3 separate regions of the Mus musculus genome follow, and regions 2 and 3 are each linked to region 1. Evidence: chromatin contacts called from public HiCAR-type and promoter capture Hi-C data. All regions are on one chromosome and are shown on one strand. Each heading gives the region's core, a stretch centred on a gene start, on an enhancer-like site or on the middle of the called end of the contact. The rest is flanking DNA. Distances are from core to core; before and after follow the strand shown. Region 1 holds the start of Kif18a (kinesin family member 18A). Region 2 has its middle 33 kb from the start of Gm39905. Region 3 has its middle 130 kb from the start of Bdnf.

Evidence for each region. Promoter capture Hi-C pulls out the DNA fragments that hold promoters and counts their contacts. HiCAR-type assays count read pairs that join an accessible place to other places.
Region 2: a contact with region 1 is called in a promoter capture Hi-C map of hippocampal neurons, with 2.5 times the contacts expected there. The contact joins the enhancer-like site here to the promoter of Kif18a in region 1. A contact is called at or near these places in 3 of 39 promoter capture datasets (cranial neural crest, hippocampal neurons and second pharyngeal arch cranial neural crest), 5 of 115 datasets of contacts at active chromatin or transcription factors (embryonic limb bud, embryonic stem cells, large pre-B cells and 1 more) and 1 of 9 other capture datasets (pancreatic islet).
Region 3: a HiCAR-type map of astrocytes shows a contact between it and region 1, with 2.6 times the contacts expected there. The contact joins the enhancer-like site here to the promoter of Kif18a in region 1. A contact is called at or near these places in 5 of 39 promoter capture datasets (the 3T3-L1 cell line, 3T3-L1-derived adipocytes, the C10 cell line and 2 more), 2 of 484 Hi-C or Micro-C datasets (cerebellar granule neurons and cerebral cortex) and 1 of 115 datasets of contacts at active chromatin or transcription factors (astrocytes).

The regions. Positions count from the first base shown.
Region 1 is chr2:109,278,797-109,282,968 of GRCm38.p6, forward strand. It overlaps Kif18a (kinesin family member 18A), which reads left to right and starts at 1,942. Exons shown (of 17, transcript NM_139303.1): 1 at 1,942-2,097. It also overlaps a transcript of Mettl15 not described here.
Region 2 is chr2:108,845,884-108,850,055 of GRCm38.p6, forward strand. No RefSeq gene overlaps it. Among named protein-coding and RNA genes, the nearest start is that of Gm39905, 33 kb to the right of the region's middle. Within about 2 kb of position 2,333, at least 6 of the 459 cell types and tissues checked have an H3K27ac peak or open chromatin away from gene starts, as enhancers often do. A contact at or near this core is called in hippocampal neurons, where this site is marked.
Region 3 is chr2:109,557,524-109,561,695 of GRCm38.p6, forward strand. No RefSeq gene overlaps it. Among named protein-coding and RNA genes, the nearest start is that of Bdnf, 130 kb to the right of the region's middle. Within about 2 kb of position 1,793, at least 17 of the 459 cell types and tissues checked have an H3K27ac peak or open chromatin away from gene starts, as enhancers often do. A contact at or near this core is called in astrocytes, where this site is marked.

The DNA of each region.
Region 1 (4,172 bases), core at 692-3,191:
CCTGGAGAGTATGGATCTCATTAGTGGAACCCTGCTATCAAGCAAGTGCAATGCAGAAGTGAAATTAAATGGGTAGTATTGGGATTACATGTGGCGACACTTGTAACACTAAGAAGCCTATATAGTGTGAATGTCAAAACAAGACAAAGATGGAATGTACATGCCTACTTAGTCATTTACCAATATAATTTTTCAAGATAACAAGATAAACATATTTTCAAACTAAATTAAAATATATTATAGTCACTTGACCTAGAAAGTATTTTAAAAACAAATGGCTAATTTTGACTTGGTTTCTTTTACAAGAGAAATACTTCCCTATAAAAGTTTTTCTAACACTTCAGTTTTCTCCTAATAAAATCAAAACAATATGTTTATATCTTATAGTCTGTTTTGAGAATAAAGTAAGGTAATGTTTAAGGGGTTAAAAATATGCCTGAGACACCAAAGGTCAAGCACTATATATGGAAAGAATATTTAAAACAAAATGAACTCTCCTCATTTTTTTTTTTCGAGACAGGGTTTCTCTGTGTAGCCTTGGCTATCCTGGAACTCACCCTGTAGAGCAGGCAGGCCTTGAACTCAGAAATCTGCCTGCCTCTGCCTCCCAAGTGCTGGGATTAAAGGCGTGTGCCACCACTGCCTTGCAAACTCTCCTCATTTTTATTACCAAACCAATGTCACAAAAATGATGATGGCATTAGTTGGTACATATACTATAATAAGAAATAAGTAGTCACTTTATTGACGCACTCTCCAGGGCTCAGAAAAAATTCATAAAACAAAGAATAATGTATAATTTGCAACTCTCCTGATTTTCTTCAGTAGATTTAAGACATAATCATAATCTATGGGATTTCAACGTAAAAATGTGACTAATAGTACTCTGCACTGCTGGGTGTGGTGGCCTATGCCTTTAATCTCAGCACACAGGAAGCAGAAGCAAGAAGATCTCTATATGTTCCAGCCCATTTGTGTCTACATGGCAAGTTCCAGGCCAGCCATGACTACTGGGCAAGACCTTGTTTAAAAATATAAAATAGATTAGATAGATAGATAGATAGATAGACAATAGACAGACACATGCATAAATCCTCTGCCCTGTAACATCCTATTTTTACAGAAATCTAAACTCCAGGAGGGAAGGGATGCTGACTTCAGTGTGTACTAATATGCTCCTAAAATCTGCAAGTAAGAGTTGCTTACTAAATAGAGTCATATAAACAATAACAATGTAATTCAGATCGTACTACTAAATTTTTCTAAAGGGTTGAGAATGTCAACTGATAAAAGGCTTGCCTAGCCAACAATACAAATATAAAATACCCTGCCAATTTTTTAATATTCCCTATGTTTTTAATGCATTTTTCTTTCTAATGTATACATTCAGAAATAATGCAATCTGAAACAAGAAGCCCATGATCCAATAATGTGACTAGGCCAATATATTTAAGTGATTTTTAGTTTGTAAGGTCATACTTGGAGCATGTTAAATGCTGGCAAATAGCAAATATTTTCGCAAATACCAAATATTTTTAATCAGTAATAACGGGAGCAGGCCAGGAAACCCTGACAAAAGAAGACTTGGGACTTGTAATTAATTCACATGGAGGCACCATACCTTCCAAAGCCTGAGTCCTAATCCTTGGGAACTTGACTAATCAGAAAGGGAAAAAGGACAAAATAACCCAGGCCCTTTTACAGGCCCGCAGACTCCGCCTCTCCCCCTAAGAGAAACATCACCCAAAGCCCAGGGCACCCCAGACCCTAGGACTGTGGCAATACTAAATATCCCAGGTGGCTGCTTCCCACCTGCACCGCCGCCCGAGCTCCGCCCACCTCCGTCACGGCTGCCGGAAACGACCGCGCGCGTTGCCACGGCGACGCCCAGGAAAGTAACTTCTCCTCCGGCATCTGAGGCCCAGCCTCTGGCGCCAAACTGCGAGTCGCTCAGGAAAACGTCTGACGTGCTGACGTCATCCGAACGGCAGCCAATGAGATGGATAGCTGGGGAAGCTGGCTTGGGTTTGAATTTGTGGCTGTGTTTGGAGCGCCTGGAAGCCAACTCTGCCAAGTTGTGACGGTCACTTCTTGTAGGTGAGTGAGGTGGGCGCTGTGTCTGGGGACGCGTGGGTTGATTCGAGGGTCGCCGGAGTGGAGGATCCGGTGTCAGGCGACAAATTAGCTTTCGGCGGGCGATGCAGGTCGAGGGTCCCCTCGGTATTGCGGCTTGGAAAGACCCGGAGCTACCGAGTGTGCATGACAAGGCGAGCCTTTCTCAGCACCGAGGTTCTAGGCTTCGCCACTGAACCCCGAGGGGAAGCTGGTCCCTTTCTCAGACTTAAACTGAGGACGCTCACAGTTCAGCCTCCTAGAGCGTGAGGTTCCTTCCGGATTCCAAATTCAGAGTGTCCTGCTTGGGCTGCACATGGGAGTGTGCGACTTCTGGGCTTTACTTCATGGGAGGAGCTTTTGTGCAGAGAGGCTGTCAGGTCAGTCTGGAGCCCAGTTGTAGCCTCAAGCAAAACCGGCCCTGACTGCTCACCTGTGATGCTGAAGGTCACGGAAAAAAAGAAACAAAGACAAAAAAGTGCCAGGAGGCCAGAAAGCAGCCTCTAATCCTGCAGTTTCTGCAGCCTTTTCAGCAGGAGCTCATTTGCCTTGCCTAGTACAAAAAAAGCCAATGCTGACTGTTGCTCATTATAATATGAATGGGGATTACTGGAGTAGAACTAATTTTGTTGGTGACATCAGTCCACTTTGTCCAGTTCCTACCTTGGGTTTTGGAAGGTTTTCTTGACCTTTGATGTTAGAGAATATGAATCCCACAGAGCTAATAAATAGTACTTGCTATTGAATTCAGTGTATGAAAAGAACTATTTCAGTCAGCAGGAATGATTTGCCTTGAGAGGTATTCTCATTGAACCAGTATTTACAGATATTTAAGATTTTTTTATTTTAAAGAGCATTTTGTCCCACTGTAGTTATACTTTTCAATAGACACTATAAATTGACTATGCTGTTAATGCTATGAAAGGCAATAGAAAAACAATTGGCCCACCACCAATACTGATAATCTTCCCTCGTGTTAGTAAGGCAGTCAAATCAGTGACTGACAGAAAGGTTTAAGCCAGATAGAAACTGTAAATGAGGCAAGGTCCCTGTTCTAAACCATGTCGAATCAGAATTTTCTACCTGAGTTGGGAATAATTCGTAGCTATGTCATTGTGCTTCTATACACCTGTTTGGAAGCATTTTCTTTTTCTCAGTCATGAGATTTGGATTTGTAGCTGGGTCCGCTTTCTGTCATATTAGTAATAACATTTGGAAACATTACTAAGTTCCTCCGTATGTGAGGCAACCTTGCATAGTTATTATGCGCGTTGAATGACTTGGGTATGAAGTGTCTGCCATGGTTCCTGGCAGAGAGTAACTCATGTGAGCATCACTGTTACCACCATACTGACCTGGGGAAAGCCTTTCAATCATATTCATTAAGAATACTTACTGTATGGTATCAGAAAAACAAAAGGAAAAAAACCAAGTTACATTTCATAATTCACTCCTTCCAGGAAAAACACAGAGGTGAGCAGTGATGGGGAGTGGGGTAATAGATTCTAATCCAAACATACCAACTAAATAACAATTCACAGGAAGGGGAGTGCATGTTGGCAGACTATTAATTTATTGCTGCAGTCATTACGTGATATATGTATAATGACAGTGTATATCTAGAATGTGTAGAATCCTTAATGCCACCTAAGTATTTTTATTTTTTTTAAAGGAAGTATATAATTTTAATTTTTATGTAGAAAATTCTCAGGGCCTATACATGAGTAAATTACCTTTTGGATTCTATGTATTTTTATATACTTTTATTAATTTAATTATTATTTATATTTGAGAACTGTATAGGTTTAAAATAATAATCCTATTTGCCGTCATTTCAGCATTCTTTTTCTTCTTATATTTCCTAACATATAGATTAATCATACAATTTTGTAGCAGGAAAGGCTCTTAAATACCATTTGCTCTTTAGTTTGAATATTGCCAGTTAGAGCCCCTTCATCATCCTCTTTTATACTCAGTCTTTCAGGAATGGATCAATAGTCTACTGTAATCTATAGACTTACTTTATTCCCACCAAAAAAAATCTTACCACTGGCTCTTTT
Region 2 (4,172 bases), core at 1,083-3,582, 430 kb before region 1:
CTGTCCTCCCACTTCTCCTCCCCCACTCTCCCAAACTTCTCATCCCACCTTTCCCCTCTCCTGTCCAGTCACAGGCTCTGGCCTTTATTGACCAGTTAGAAAGGGAAGAAGGATCACCTGAGAGCACCTGAATACATGCCAGCTTTTTGTTGGGGCAACCCCTCTTGAGGAAGCAGTATTAACATCAGAATACAAACAGCATCAGGGCAATCCATAACAATAACCCAAAACAACATTTACATACTCTCATAATATTATTTCTACAATTATCTAATTGACATTATATCACCTTTCTGAAAATTCCAAAATGCCACAGGCTACATTCGTTTTTGTTAATATATATCCAGGAGCTACTACATGTCTAACACACCGTGAATGTCAAAAACAAAATTTAAATAAACGTATATCTAATTACTGGAAGAAAAATATATAATTTTTTTCAAGATGTTTATGTTCTAAACCATAAGACCTGTAACTACATTGTATTGCCTGATATATTGGAATAAATGTTGTAGATACAACTAAGGTTGATTTTCTGTTATTCTGAATTATCTGGCCTGTTTAATCACATGCTTTTTGAAAGAGAAGAGGGAGGATGAAGAGTGGGAGGAGAGTGAATCAGTTAGAGGAAAACATGACTGAGGAAGAGTCACAGAGAGAATCAATACTGCTGCTGTTTGAGGACAGAATATGAGCTAAGAGTAAAGCCAGCTTATCAAAGCTAGAAAGCCAAGAAAAGTTTCTCACCTAAAGCCCTCAGAAGTTGCTAAGAGCTTTATTGTGCTCCAATATATGTCATAAAGCTGTAAGACAAGCTATAGCAACTCATGGAATTCTAAAATAATAAATCTGCATTATTTAAGTTTGTATGTTTATAGTAAACTTGCTACAGCATCAACAGGAAACTAATATGACCATTAGACCATTGTTTCCCCCATAGAAATTCAAAATATCTTTAAGACTTCATCTCAAGAAATACTCACTGAGAAAAAAAAGAATCATTAACAACCTAATGCATCACAACAGAATGTATATTATTTCAGCTAGAAAAAAAACCTATTAAAGGTGTTACTTTTAGCTTTCTCTCATATTATAGGTGTTTAAAAAAATGAAATTCAAGGATAGAAAGTAACTAGCAAAATAAAATACACATGTATAGCTGGTGGGAGAGGCTCTAGGGGACCACGTAGGCTGTGAGATAGTAAGAGAGAAACAATGAGGACAGCAAGCAAGACAGATTTGCATAATCTGTTGTTCATAAGGAGATCACGAAGAACAGTGTGAAGCACAGCATTTTTCTGCCTCTGAGACCAAAAGGCTGAGATCACGAAGAACAGTGTGAAGCACAGCATTTTTCTGCCTCTGAGACCAAAAGGCTGAGAGGTCTTTACCCATGTTTTAAAAAAGAATACTAGATAACAAATACTGCAGCAAGAACAGATTGGCTGCAAGTGGAGAAAAAGTACACTTTGAGTAGGATTTGCCACATGGGATTAGTGACTGTCTTCTTATCTGCTGCTCGAGTTTAAAAACATAATAATGCTCACATTATATAAATAGATCCCCTTGCTCTTTGGAACCAAAACCATGTGTGTTTAGGTTATAAAATGAAATACTGGCACGCAAGAGAGTTAGCTATTATGTTAACAAATATTGGTAGTTTCTTTCCTATCGTAATAAAGTAGGCCCTTGGTTCATGTCAATAGTGCCAGTTGCTTTTGGCAACAGTTTATTTAAAGTTATACTTTGGGGGCCTTAATTTCCTGATTTGTGTGGCCTTCTAGATCTGGACTATTCTAAGTAGGCAAATAACAAGCTAATTCAGAACAGCAACTTAGTCTGAGAAAATGGCAGTTTAATGAACACACAAATAATTTGCTCAAAAAATCAATGGCTTTGCTTTTAGCCATGAACTTCAGCTGGAAACTGTCATAAGAAGAGAAGAGGACTTGCAGTTCCAAAATGGAGAGCTCTGCATGAAGGCAGCCAACTACTGTAGTGTAATGGACATTCTAAGCTTGCTCAGTGTGTGTGTGTGTGTGTGTGTGTATGTGTGTGTGTGTGTGTGTGTGTGTGTGTGTGTGTGTGTGTGTGTGTGTGTGTTAAATGACTAACATTTTAAAACCTGAACAAGAATTTAATAGAATACACAGCCTTGCCATGACACAGGTATTTGCAAGGCTTGTTAATAGTGGCAACGATGATGCTGTTTTAATAGAAAGCACTATGAAAGTGCAAATTGTTATTAAAGAGACTGTGTACAAATTAGGGAGAAAATGACTAATAGTAACATATTGTTCTGGGATGTCTTCCCCCAAGCTAGGCAAAAAATATCAGTCACCCAGTCAGCCATCCTTTATTTAGCACTTAATCTGTTCCCCACAGTACCCAAGCTGAGGACGTAAGAGAAGCAGGTGGCCGTCACATTTGCAAGTACAACTAATTCTAATGGCTAATGTTTATCAAGAACTCACTATATGCCAGGAAGTGCTACCTGGATTACTCATCATCTTCAAACCCACACTGCAATGTGTAAATTTCCATTTCCACTTACAAGAATAATGAAAAAGTAGCTAAGAACTTACTTAGCTAAGTAAAGGCTATACAAGTAGTATGTGTGATGCCACAGCAGGTTCTCTTTCCACTCAGTTATGTCCTCTCTAAAGTGACACAACGTGTGTTATTATGAAGCTTCACATTAAGACCTTCAACACTGGTCTCATCAGCAAATTGCTGTCTATAGAAAGGAGTCTATCATAGGATAGGGGTCTGATACTGTAAATTATACCCAAGGTTATCTGGATTTCACCCCAGTTCCTCCAGGGGAGAAAGTTATATGATGTTCCCTACACATTTACATCTCTGTTACCTATCCCAGGGGCTATTAAGGGGGAACTCTTGTACAGAACCTACCAGCTCCTTTAGAAGGTTGTTATGAGATGCTAAGTACAGAACATCATGGACAAAGCTATAACTGGCACAATATAAATGTTGGTTAATATTTACATGAATCAAAGCATGAGGGGGGAAATTTGGCAAAAATGTCTTATAGGTAACAACAAATGAATAGATCTGATGAAGTGCAAAAGACTCATCAAATCTCTCCCTTTGCTTATCATCATTGAGAATGAGCCTCGGCATGAGGGATGCCTGCAGATTAACTCAGTTTGTGTAAATTATTAGGCTTGTCCTCAAGGAGCTTTTCAATAGTTATGCATTAGTTGCTGAGGTTAAATTAGGACAAATGGGTTTTTGTTTGGTCTCCAGGGAACCACTCAACTCCCCCAAGCTGAGCCTTCACATTCTTGTGACAGAGCCATTAGCCCAATCCATTCTTCCCGATCTTCTTTGAGGAATATCCAGCTCTTTTCCTCCAACAATATGTCTCAGTCAACCAAATGTCCACCTTGAAATGACAAAATGTATCATGTCACAAGAGCTTTTTCTGTTCCTCTCTCACCTTAATTCTCTGACAATTTACATCCTAAGAGATGCAGATTTCCAAACACATATTTTAATGTTTTGTATCTTATGCCTTCTGTAAGGTGTTTAACCTTCTGTATTGTTCTTCTAGCTCTCAACAGTTAATATTTCCCTTCTCAGCTTAAACAGACCTTCTATGTGGAGCCAGCTCTAATTTTTATGAAGATTCTCACATCTAGAATATCCAAAATACAATTTCCAAAACACAAGAAAATCAAGAAGAAGGAAGACCAACGCGTGGATACTTCATTCCTCCCTAGAATAGGGAACAAAATACCCATGGGAGGAGTTGCAGAAACAGAGTTTGGAGCTAAGACGAAAGGATGGACCATCCAGAGACTGCCCCACCTGGGGTTCCATTTCATAATTAGCCACCAAATGCAGACACTATTGCAAATGCCAGCAAGATTTTGCTGAAAGGACCCTGATATAGCTGTCTCCTGTGAGGCTATGCCAGTGCCTGGCAAATACAGAAGTGGATGCTCACAGTCATCTATAGGATGGAACACAGGGCCCCCAATGGAGGAACTAGAGAAATAACCCAAGGAGCTGAAGGGGTCTGCATCCCTATAGGTGGAACAACAACATGAACTAATCAGTATCCCAGAACTCCTGTCTCTAGCTACATATGTAGCAGAAGATGGCCTAGTCGGCCATCATTGGGAGGAGAGGTCCCTTGGTCTTGGAAA
Region 3 (4,172 bases), core at 543-3,042, 280 kb after region 1:
GGTTGAATAAGACATAGAACAACTATTCCGTTTTTCCAGCCATTCCTTTTTCATAATCAGTTCATTTAATGCCCAACAGCTGCTTGGAGCCACCGACTATTATTACACAATGCCCAGTTAATATTTTGAGGGGTAGTTGCCTGTCTGAATTTTTAGACTGTGGCAGCATGACCTTTCTTGCTACTTACATACTCAATTGGGTTTTTGCCAGAGATGATGAATAAAAGAGACAGAATCCAAAGCTAAGTTTAGAGAAAGCATTAATTGGAATTAACCATTTCAGACTGCACTTTGGTGTCACACCATCCATTCTCACACTCTATCCACATCCCACAGACACACTAGGACTGCCAATTTAACCACCAATTAGGAGGATCTGAACCAACTGTGTATATCCAAGAAAGAAGTTAAACAGATTACTGGTCTCAGGGGCCTCAAAAAGGTATTTGCCTTGAAACAAAAGAGTTTCTATGTTTACAATGTCATTCAAGAAAGGGAGCATATTGAATTGTAGTATATTGAATACTAAAATAGAGTCACTAGGCACTGAACATAGTAAATGACATAGAAGAGAATAGAAATAAATAAAAGACAATAGAAAACAGAAAAATAAAATCCACAGGGCTTTGACTGTATCAAGTCAAACACAGATACACATACAAACTCACACATATCACACACATGCACATCACTTATGATGGTCAGATGGTCATGTTGGAATGTATTTGATCTCTAGTAATTACACTAAGAAGCTTCTAATAAAGATTTATATAAGATTAGTTGTGATATTATATTTGATATAGAGCCTTAAACTTGAATATTCAATAAACATATAAGGAAGTAAGAGAAAGATAGGCATGCAGACAAGGAAGAGGAAAATAGTAAAAGGTAATTGGGAGAAGAGAGTGAAGAAAAGAAAGAATGGAACACAGTTGTTAGGAAATCTTAGTCTGAGAACCCCAGACCATCCACTGAAATGCTTCAAACTCCTTGGGTGCCTCAGTTAGAATTAACCATTAAACTTCTGGAATTTCTTTATGTCAAGTAATTTCCTTAGTATCTTCTCAAAGACCATACAAGTTCAATTTGAAAGACTCAAGGCAGCAGACACACACACATACTCACATATCACAAACACACAAGTTTGGACACACACATGCACACATGCAAGCACACAAACACACACACACACACACACACACACAAACACACGAGAGTCTCTTACTATCACATCACTCACAGTTTTGTTTTTCTTTCCACAAAATAATTTCAGTTTTCCTTTTAATGTTTATACCTGACCTCATCCCACAAAGTCTCTCATATAAGATACAAGGATTAAAATAAGACACTTAAGCAGTAAGAACTAGGGAACTAGGAAAATCAGATATGGAAAAGAAAGGCCAGATAAATGTAAATCAGAGTTCTGAGCCATGTGTTACACTGGCTGCTGGAGGGTGGCCTCAGATTTGGGTAACAGGTTGACCAGACAGAGTTCTGACTTCTCAACTATTTCTTCAAAACTCTTCTGGGTAGTAAAGCTTTTCAACCTCTTTGAGTCACTTCCTTTTCCCTCCTGGGCATTCCCAAAGGACAAATTGGTCTCCTGGTACTACACTGCAGTGGACAAAGAGAGGGGGAGGGGCAGGAGATGGAACGGGAGCCGCAATTAAGAAATACCGATTGCTGCCTTAATTGAGCTGAGGGGAAGCATGGAAGAGCCAGCAGTGTGGTTTGCGCCAACATCCTTCCAATAAGCAGTGTCTGTGTGGGGAGGAAGTCTGAGCCTTTCTCTCATCCATTCTCAGCATTCCCATCAGAAATCCCAGAAGCACAAGCCAGGAACTATTGGCAAGGCCAGGCCTGTGTGGGTGAGATGCTGTTCTCTACGCTTACTTCCAGCTAGACTTGCCTTGCCCGAACCCAAGCCCAAGACCAAGCCTAATAATGTCTCTTCTTTCTGAAAGGCTGTTTCAGGCAGTTGTTGGCAGTGTTTCACAAGGAATCCACTGTAGTACTATAGGGGGTGTCTAATTAGCCCTCCAATCACTGTGACCTTGGAGGTGGGTGATGGTGGGACCAGAATTATAGCTGGTGGCAGCTGGCTACAGCTGTCTTACCATGCCCTTCAGTGACTTGCCCAGACTTCCCCTCTCAGCCCACATTTCCTATTGAGAGGGTCTGAGTCCTAGCCCACTGCCTGATTAGAGAAGATGGTACTATTTTTAAAACCATTCGTCCCTAATGAGCTTCTACAGTTTCCAGTCAAAGCCCACACGAGGTAGGAGCTGGCCAGGGCCTGTGTCCTTAGCAGCTGACTTGGCCCAGAGGCCCTTAGCAGCCTCATTATCACAATTCCCAGAACCCAGGCCTCCCTCTGTCTATGAGCTTGTTACTTGTTAGTGGCTTTAGGCTGAATCATGTCTCCCCTGTATAGGGGAGAATGACAAAAATCTCCCCCAAAGCATCTCCGTCTAAGTCAGAAACTAAGCATTGACTGTGTAGTTATTTCCTTAGAATTGAAACATTCCAGAGCTAGCAGGATAGCTCACTTGATACAAATGCTTGCCATACAAGCCCGAGGACTTGAGTTCAAGCCCCAGTGTTCAGGTAAAATAAGATGAGCATGCTGGTATGTATGTCTAACCCCAGGACTGGGGAAGTGGAGACAGCAGCATCTCTGGGTCTCAGAAGCCACCCACTTTTATCTGTTTAGTTATCTCAGGCTGAGATACCCTATCAATCAATCAATGAACAAACAAACAGTGGATGTCTTCTGCGCAAGGACACCTGAGATTGGTCTCTAGCCTACACACACACACATTTCCTCCTGGAAAGAGACTAAGAAGTAAAACTGCAAGTCTTAGAACACTAGAAGGTTTATAGGACGTATAAGGCTCCTTTCCAAAGTTATATGAGTAGTAAATAATTACTAGGAAAGAGACTTTTCTATGGAGTAGCGAGCAAGTTGGACACAGAGTTACCCCTGATGCTGGCATGGCCTTTTGGTGATTTATCTGCCTTTGAATCACCCAGAGTCTTATAAATAATCCAAATAAGTTCATTGATTCACCAATGAGAATGGCCTCTTCCTGGACCCTACCTGAGGTAAGCAGACATTTGTATACATTTCCCTGGGAAAAGTCAGGAACCAGCGCTGTAGACCCTTAGGGCATCCATTCAAAGATGAGAGGTTGTGGACTTCCTGGTGAACACCCCCAGATGTGCTATGATGCAACCCATGATCTGATTGCAGCTAGTACTCACATCCTCACTGGAACTCCCCCTCCCTAGTCTCCTGACCATTTTCTTCCTAATGATTTTTACAATGCGTAATTGTGTATACCTCAAGTAGGACAAAAAAAAAAAAAAATCAAGCAAACTTAAAGCTAAATAACCGCAGATCATTCCCAGATTCACACATCCCCAGATTCACACATCCTCTTGCCACTTTGGGGGGTGGGGGCACTTTTTAATCTTTACCTCCTAACTTCTAAATTTCATCATATTCTGTGTTACCACCTTTTATTTTTAATAAGATATTTGACCAACCACCCTTCCCTGCCCTATAGGATAATTTTTCCAGGATTATAGTTCTTGACAGACCGACATCCAGGAGCAGGAAAGGACAGTTGTCTCCCATAACTGCTTCTGTAAACTCTTAGACATACTCTAGCCTTGGATTATGTGGCATTTTCAAAAAACCTCTGATGTCAGAGGGCACTGATGGACAACATGCACACTCTGAGTTTAGTGCATTTACAGGAAAAACAGTAAGCCCATACTTTAAGAGTCCTATATACACCACAATAAATCAAGTAACAAACCATTTCTCATTTCTTCCTGGGAAAGATCAAAAGTTCTGCTATTGTTAAATTGTTCCTATTAAATTAACAAAAACAGACTGAGACATTAGTCATAGAAAACATTAAGTTTTTTGAGTGAGTATATATGTCACAAATTAGATGAATGAATACTTACCTTTCAAGGTACAGACTATCCCCACGATTTCCTTCATAGTATATTTACCTTATTGCCAGGAATTATGTCAAGTTCTGGATCAACCTTCATTACAAATGGGCTTTGTGAGTCTGGGCAAGCCACAGAGAGCGACAATTTCTTCATCTGTCAAGTGTGAAAGGAAGACTAGCTGTGACATGAGTTTTGGAAATTAA